Linked DNA regions of Arachis hypogaea: region 2 is linked to region 1. The links are chromatin contacts, called in public Hi-C maps. All regions are on one chromosome and are shown on one strand. Each heading gives the region's core, a stretch centred on a gene start, on an enhancer-like site or on the middle of the called end of the contact. The rest is flanking DNA. Distances are from core to core; before and after follow the strand shown. Region 1 holds the start of LOC112730695 (putative disease resistance RPP13-like protein 1). Region 2 holds the start of LOC112728701 (sugar carrier protein C-like).

Region 1 (4,233 bases), core at 193-2,692:
ATTGGATCTCAAGTGCAGCTGATGAGATCACAAGGAAGAAAGAAAGGTGAAGGATGAGGGAAGAAGGGTTCACAGTTTGCAATGTACTCTCTGGGTTTTCTCAAACAGGAGCTAAGAAAAGTGTTTGATTTGTGATGACTAAAATTGACTTGATGAATGATGAGCTTTATGGTCTTGGGACAAAATCAAGTGGTGCAATAATGCTGGCTTTTACGTACAGCACCATGATAAAGATGATTATGTCGGAGGACAATTACGGAATTAGCCATCAGTGAAAATTTTCGCCTTTTCATGTTATTCTCAATAATATTATTTCAACATACAATTAGTTTCCACAAATCTTGTTCATTATTATTAAAAAAAAGAAATAAAAATTGAAACACATTTCAAAATAAATACTCTTAATTTTTTCTTAAATAATGTTGTTACACCTTATAGGTCTGAAAATTTTTTTTATTCCTAACCTTTTTTTTCACACAAAATCATTTTAAAATTTAACTTAGTTTTAAAATGGTCTTTCAAGTACTAAAATACCCTTCTCTTTTCTCACCAAATATCCAATTTTTATTCTTCTTTTTCTTGCTTCTCCATCACCAGCAACAACAACAATAAAATCACCAGCAGCGGCGGAGCGCACCAAGTCACCATCCTCCACTGGGAACAATAACAGCGAGCTGTCGCCGCAGGAGTCGAACCAGTTCCTACCGATCGCAAACGTGAGCAGGATCATGAAGAAGGCTCTCTCTCCCTCTGGCTCTGATTCTCGACGGCGACGGCGACCCCAAGCCTGGCCGGCGACAGCGACGGCGACGGCAGCTCCAACCCTCGCCGGCGCCGTCCCCCTTTCCCCTCTTCTTCCCTTCCCCTTCTTCTTCTTACTTCCCCCCTCCCCTCGCCTGATCTCCCCCTTCTTCCCTCTTATCCATTCTGTTTTTTTTTTTTTCTCCTTTTCTTAATTTATAATTTTTTTGGTTAGGAGTAGTTTGGTAATAAAAATTATAATTTTAGAACAAATCACTATTTTAAAACTAAGTTAAACCTTAGGAACGATTTTGTATACAAAAAATAGTTGGAAACGAACAAATTTTTCGACAAACCTTAAGACAAAAATTGTACTTAACCCTTCTTAATAATATAAGCAAGTGTTCTTACTTCTTAGTAAGGTAACAAATAACACCTCCAAGTGAGTGTCGAAATTAATCATCACAATTCAGTCAAATGCCCAAACACTAAAAATTGCAAATTACAGAACCACAACATATATATATAGACAGCATGCAATAGCTTTAGAAAAGAATGAAATAAATTACCTGTTGAAGATGTAACATCTAATCCATCTCCTATATCAACTTCAATCCTGCATACGTTGGAAATTTTGTACCAAACTTTTGAGCTTTATTTGGAGAAATTCTTTCGTCCTCATTGAGGAAGAAATTTTCGGCCCCGGATATCATCTTCACCTTTTATTGATGCAGATCCCAATACTTTTACTCTCAAAATTGCAAAATCACTGCAATGGCTTAAGATATATGCAGGGGAAGAATAGAAAAGCTCCCCCTCGTTCAGGATTTAAGAAATTTTCCTTCATTTGGCAGTGTACATCTAGCAGTTTACTTTTATTGTTGGAAGAGTCAGATTAGAGAAGAAGAAGCAGCTCTACTCAGGCTTTTTAGCTGGAGTGCAACCGAGCATTGAATTGTGACCAGTTTACGCTAGCAGTCCCCATCATAGATTCACCAATTTCAGGGAAGAAATCATATGTTTTCAGGGTCTTCGGGAGGCCCAATACCTGTACAGGATAACAAAATTGTTAATTGTCGAGTTTACTATAAGAAGCATAATGAGATAGCACCATAATGCCGCAGAATATTGAAAGTATAACATTTGTTTTATGAAGGATGAAACATCAACCAATGGAGCTAGAGTTGTGTTTATATAGATATATTTAACGAATTAAATTTTTGCCAGATTGGTTATGATCTTCTAATGTCTTTCAGTTAGCAACACCAAGAAATTAATGATCAACACACTCACTGGATGCTTGAAACTGCATATCGAGGAAGCCTTTCACAACCACGGTTAGTTTATCATCGAATATTTGCATTATCATATCTATGAAACAATTTTCTTGCAATCTTAGACTGCGCATTTAAAACGAAGACAAGTATAATTAGATGGAGACAAGGATTTAAATAATGCATAACATGAGCACAAAAAAACTATAAACCTTAAGTTACCTTTGATTATTGACTTCTTTTGCAGTCTTTATTCACAAAATTAGTTGCTCTAGAGGGATTCATTGGTATAGCAAGTTGATCTGTGTGTTCTTACACACCTGAAGAAAGCAAGGTATGATTATGTAGGCAATTCCAATATACAGAAACAGTGTAAGTGGTAGCACCGTAGCAGCAATAGCAACACACAAACACAATGACAGAACTCAAACTATATAACACCCTATTAAATGAATATATATTAGAAATTGTAGATATTGACTATGGAAGTGTATTGGGACTAACATGCAGCTTCTGGATAACGACACCCTATAATTCAAAAGTTGGCATGACTTCACACATATCAAACAGAATAATCCATGTCATAAAGTATGGACGTAAGTCTTCCATAGTACATTAATAGACAGAACCCTTACATGATGCAAAAATGGTAGAAAATCAGAATCAACACTAGTCATCCTCTTATTCTGTAGTCAAGTATGAAAATTGGCCAATAATTGTTTTTTCTTGTGCCTGACACAGTAGCCAGGGTCTAGAGAAATGGCTAAGAATGAAAAGATACAAAATATAGTGATGGTGTATTAACAAAGAATGAAAATGTTTGGTGCCAACAATTAGCATTGTAATTGGACAACGTGCAGTGAGCTTAGAGAAGAGCCAAAAACAATTACCTGTGGACGATGTCAGTTTCAGATTGAATCTTTTCCAGCAGGCAGCAACTTTTCTTTCTGTGATATTCTCCAGCTTAAGAGAGTCTTCAATACTTAAGGCCCTTACAGTCTAGCGTCTCCAGATCTCGAAAGTTCCACAATTTTAGAGACTCAAGAGAAGCAGGAAGGCAAGATGGGTAAGGCCTTCACTCCGCAATCTCCAACTTGATAGCTTCTCCCATCCACAGATCCCAAGAGTTGTCAAGCTCAGTGGCAGGCACTCCTCTCTAAAAGAATCCATTGAGATGCTTAAAGAATGGAGACTTGGAAGAGCGTCATAATCATCGTCATATGTTACCACAACGTAATCCATGTTTGCACACTTATCGATTTTGAGTCTCATGAGATTTGGAAGGTCCCCCAACGGAAGCAACATCAGTGAATCACAATTGGACACATCTATCTCCGTTAGGAATATGTGTTGCAGTTGCTCGGAGAATGTTAACTTTGAACACCAAGTGAGTTCCAGATATCGCAACGAAGCGGGTAAATAATATCCTGAAATTGATATGGCTGAACAACACTTTCTGATCTTCAGAAGTCAGACACGAGGCGGTTGGATGTGCGGCAGGCATTCCAATACGGACATTGCCAGCTGGGTTTCTGAAATAACTACCTCCTGCGGTGCCAGATTCCCAACATAAGTCTCACTTACACATAACTGGCTAAGCTTGGGAGATTTCGGCAGTGGACATGCAAGCTCCTTGCATTTCCAGATGCTAAGTTTCTCCAGAGCCGGAAGGCGAGCAGGCAGATCTCCACTTAACACCGGACATTGTTCTATTGAAAGCCTTTTAACTTTGGGAAATCCATCAAACTCATCAGGAATATGCCACTCCCACTAGCCACGCATTTTCTTAAATGCCAGACTTTCAAGAGCTTTGAAAGGCGTCTCATGCTGTAATGATTCATTGTTTTTGTAAAACTCACAATCAATTTTCACCATCTCATCAAGTTCAAAAAACTCCAGATGCTGTAAAGCGGGTAACTGTCCGAGTGAAGGGAGCTGGCGGCAATTCTTACAACGACTCAGACTCAGTTTAGTCATACTGCCGTAGGAAGAAAGGCTGAAGCCTAACCAATCTGGGAATATTTCACCCCTATAATTCTCAATCGATAACTCTTTCAAGTTTTGATGAGGTTGTAAGTCGGGAAGCATGTCTCTTTCAGTTTGAACATCAATAATATCACGATATTGTCTCCATTTCAACTCTAAACTGTTGATGTGCTTCTTGTTACCCAGCTTTGCCTTTAAAGCTTCACTGCTGTTGCTGACATTCCCTAGGTTG
Region 2 (3,958 bases), core at 476-2,975, 150 kb after region 1:
TAAACAGTAAACCAAAGAAATAGAAAAGATAAGAATATTTATGGAATCCTAAACTTGAGAATCTGGCGCAGCAATCTTGTTCTTTTGAGCAGAGGACTTGACGAATTTGTTCCAATAAGGATGATTCTCCCACACAAGAGAAATTTCTTCAATGGGAACACCCTTTGTCTCTGGCAAGAACTTGTAGATAAAGATACTCATAACAATCACAAAGAATGCAAAGAAGATGAAGAGCCCGAACTTCATATGGCACAACATTGAAGTGAAAACTTGGGCAATGGCAAAGGTGAAGATCATATTAACCGAAACGTTGACGCTCTGAGCTGCCGATCGAACTTCAAGCGGGAATATTTCACTGGGTACCAACCATCCTAGTGGACCCCACGACCATGCGAATCCCGCCACGTAGACACATATGAATACCACAACAGTTAGGGCAAACCACTTGGGAAGAACTCCAGGGTTTCCATCTGTTCCAAATTTGCTACCTATTGCAGCTGCGATCACAAGCTGACATATAAACATTTGAGCACCACCTTCGAGAAAAAGCTTTCGTCTGCCAACCTTGTCAACGGTAAAGATGGAAACAAGGGTGGCAAGGGCGTTACAACCTCCGGTAATCATGGCAGACATAAGGGAAGCAGTTCCACCAAAGCCAATAGTTTTGAACAAAACAGGAGCATAGAATGTGATGACATTCATGCCAGTGAGTTGTTGGAAGAAGGGAATGGCTATGGCCATGGTGAGGTGAGGCCTGTACTCACTTTTGAGCAAAGAAGACCAAGGATGCTTGACCTGTTTGGAGGCTTCACTGGCAGCAACAAGATCCTTAAACTCCTCGTCAACATCATTGGTTCCACGAATCTTGATTAGTTCCTCCTTGGCCTTCTCAGCTTGTCCACGCTCGATCAACGAGTTTGGTGAGTCAGGAAGAAACATTGCACCGATGATGATCATTATTGCAGGGACTCCTGCCAAACCTAAGCTATAGCGCCACCCTTCTCCGTTCTCCATCTTGGCAAAAAGGTAGTTCAGAATATTGGCAACAAAAATGCCAATGGTGATTGCCAATTGAAACAACATGTTAAGTGCTCCTCTGTATTTGTATGGAGCAACCTCGGACACGTAGATCGGCACAGACTGATTGGCGCATCCGATTCCAAAACCTAGCAACATGCGGCCAACAATAAGCATCCAAACTTGCTGGGCGAAGCCGTTCAAAGCTGCACCGGCGAGAAAGAGAACACCGCCGGAGATCATGGTGAGGCGCCTACCGAAGGCTCGAGTTACCTTGGATGCAAAGATTGAGGCCACAAGAGCAGCCAAATAGAGAGAGGAAGTGAAGAGTGTGAGCACTTGGCTATCAAATTTACAATATTGGTTATCAGTGGGCTTAATGTTGTGTTCCTTTGCGTACACATCAGGGAAGAATTTCTTTAGAAAAGGATCCATGGAGGTGACTCCACCTGAAATGCCTAAGTCATATCCAAAGATAAGACCTCCAAATGCAGCGGTGACACATGTTATGAAGACTCTGAAAGTGAGTTTTCCGGGATAGTTCTTTTCGGAAGACCCCTTCTCTATGAAACCACCCGCCATTATTGTATTAGCTAACACAAGCGATCATTCAAAACGGAAAATAAAGAAAAAGGAAAGAAAAGATGAAGAAATTTTATTGATCGTTGATTGATTGAATTGAATTGTAAACTATATAAAAGTAAAATTAAGAATATATAGAACATTGTCCTATGAAAGATAAAAGCAAATAAAGATAAGATAAGAACAACTAAAGATAAGATAAAGATAAGATAAGATAATAAAGACTAAAATTATAATTGAATTTATGTATTCTGTTGGGTTGAATTTGTGGGGCACGAGACTTTTTTTTATATTTATAGTTAAGATTAAGATTATAATGAACGTTTCTTTTTTATAACTTTTTTTTTGGTATAATTGTCTAATTCAATTGTTTATAGAGCTAGCTTTGTTGTTGAAAAATATCGCATATGTCTGTAATGATGATAGAAAATTCACATGACAAAAGGGTGATTCTCTGATCTCTGTTTCGCTATCAATGTTAAGAATAATTTTAATGCAATAATATTATAATTATTTATTCAAATTTATTCCGTTAAATAACTATAACTATGTAAATAAAAATACAGAGGCAAAACAGGATACATACTTACCTGATTCTCTTCTTCCCTACTCTGTTCTGTTCTGGATTCAGAGGCAAAACACAAAAAATCTCATGCATAATCTGCTTTAAGGAAAACATCTAAAAGAATTTCTTTTCTGAAATCAACTTGATTCAACCCCCTTCTCAAGTTCTAGCATTACCGTCACATTCTCATTTCTCAAGAGCTAGCTATACTGAGTACGGAGCGAGCGGCCGATATGTACGGACTAAGTGCATATTTCTTGGCCAGAATCATAAGTGACCTTGCACTAGACTTGATATTACCAGTACTATTTCTCCTTGTTGTTTACTTCTTGGCTGGTTTGAGACTCAATGCTACCCCTTTTTCCTCTGCATTGTGGCGGCTCAGGTATGTATCTGCATTAGAAAAGGAAAAACTTTATTTTTGTCACTATTTTTTACAGTGATTTCGATTTGGTCCTAAAAGCTTTTCTTAGTAGTTCTGTTTATGTGCTTAACATAGAAACCAATATTAGCCTTCATTTCTAAATATGGTTTGTCATGAATTTAGGGACTTGGACTTGCTATTGGAGCAACACTTATGGACATGAAAAGGGCAACAGCTTTGGCTTCAGTAACTGTCATGACTTTCATGCTGGCTGGAGGGTTCTTTGTGCAGGTAAACATATATATCCTTGTTTTTCTCTTTGAACGTGAGCCCTTAATTATTGCCTTGCACTTTGTGGTGTCAAGTTAACAAATTGATCATATGGATTTACTTAAATCAAAACATTTGGTTTTAGTCTCTGCCGTTAGTTTGTCTTTGTTAAAAGCTTTAGTTGGATTTATGTCTGCTATGGTAGTAATTAACAAAAACAGACTAGTGGTATAGTCCAAAACAAAATATTTCGAATTTTTTTAGACCAAAAATTCTATGTATAAATTGAGCAATCTACAAGCAGAAGAAACTAACACTTGATCCTCAATTTTAGCAGAGTTCCCATATTCATTTCTTGGATTTGGTACATGTCTTTCAACTACCACACCTACAAACTGCTGCTGAAGGTGCAATATGAACAACTAACTCCAGTTGTAAATGGGATCAAAATTGACAGTGGTTTGACAGAAGTAGCTGCTCTAATAGCCATGGTTTTCGGCTACCGGTTCTTGGCTTATCTTTCCTTGCGGCGGATGAAGCTTCAATCTGGAGCATGAAATCATTGTTCCAGGCATAACAAGAAGTATCCTGGACAGGAAGAAAGTGCTTCCATTTTGCATGAAGAGTGATATTGGATGAATGCTCAAATTATAAAGAAGACTACATTGATGGGTTACTGTCCAAAATTGTATATTGATTATAAATTAGCATGTACAAAACACCAAATTGCATGCTAGATTTTATAATAGGCACATCAATGTCTTTGTAGTATTCAGACTTTTGTTTTTTGGAAACTGTTTTAAGTCTCTGAAAATGTGTAATTGACTGAAACTTGTGACTAATCTAGTGGAGTTAGGAGTGTTAACTGTTTGTTGCTACACTTAGTCAAAGTTTCAAACCAAAATCATAGCTATGATTTGGTCAGAAGTTTAGGTCCTTTCACAATAAATTTTGATAGAATTTATGTACATGAATTATTTTTGTAATTACTAATTGAGTCTTTTCTCTTTCTTTCTTGCTCCTTTTACATTGATGGATAAAAAGAAGAAACTAATTATATAAAACTCATTGCTATTATCTCTCTGATGTTTAATTGACTGATTTTTTTTAAAATAAAGAATAATATCACTATTTTTCAGTTATACCTTGCAAAAGCAAGC

What was found. Hi-C and Micro-C count contacts between places; a contact is called where the count stands out from the background.
Region 2: a Hi-C map of an unstated tissue shows a contact between it and region 1, with 3 times the contacts expected there. The contact joins the promoter of LOC112728701 here to the promoter of LOC112730695 in region 1. A contact is called at or near these places in 2 of 8 Hi-C or Micro-C datasets (leaf and an unstated tissue).

What each region holds. Positions count from the first base shown.
Region 1 is chr12:117,532,313-117,536,545 of arahy.Tifrunner.gnm2.J5K5, forward strand. LOC112730695 (putative disease resistance RPP13-like protein 1) reads right to left here and starts at 1,443. Exons shown (of 3, transcript XM_025780758.3): 1 at 1,311-1,443; 2 at 1-18. LOC114924882 (a long non-coding RNA gene) reads left to right here and starts at 582. Exons shown (of 3, transcript XR_003812796.2): 1 at 582-2,078; 2 at 2,263-2,349; 3 at 2,757-4,148.
Region 2 is chr12:117,684,973-117,688,930 of arahy.Tifrunner.gnm2.J5K5, forward strand. LOC112728701 (sugar carrier protein C-like) reads right to left here and starts at 1,726. Exons shown (of 1, transcript XM_025778963.2): 1 at 1-1,726. The coding sequence starts at 1,599. The coding sequence ends at 49. All of the region lies in intron 1 of LOC112728706 (prolycopene isomerase, chloroplastic), which reads right to left. All of the region lies in intron 1 of LOC112728696 (putative disease resistance RPP13-like protein 1), which reads right to left.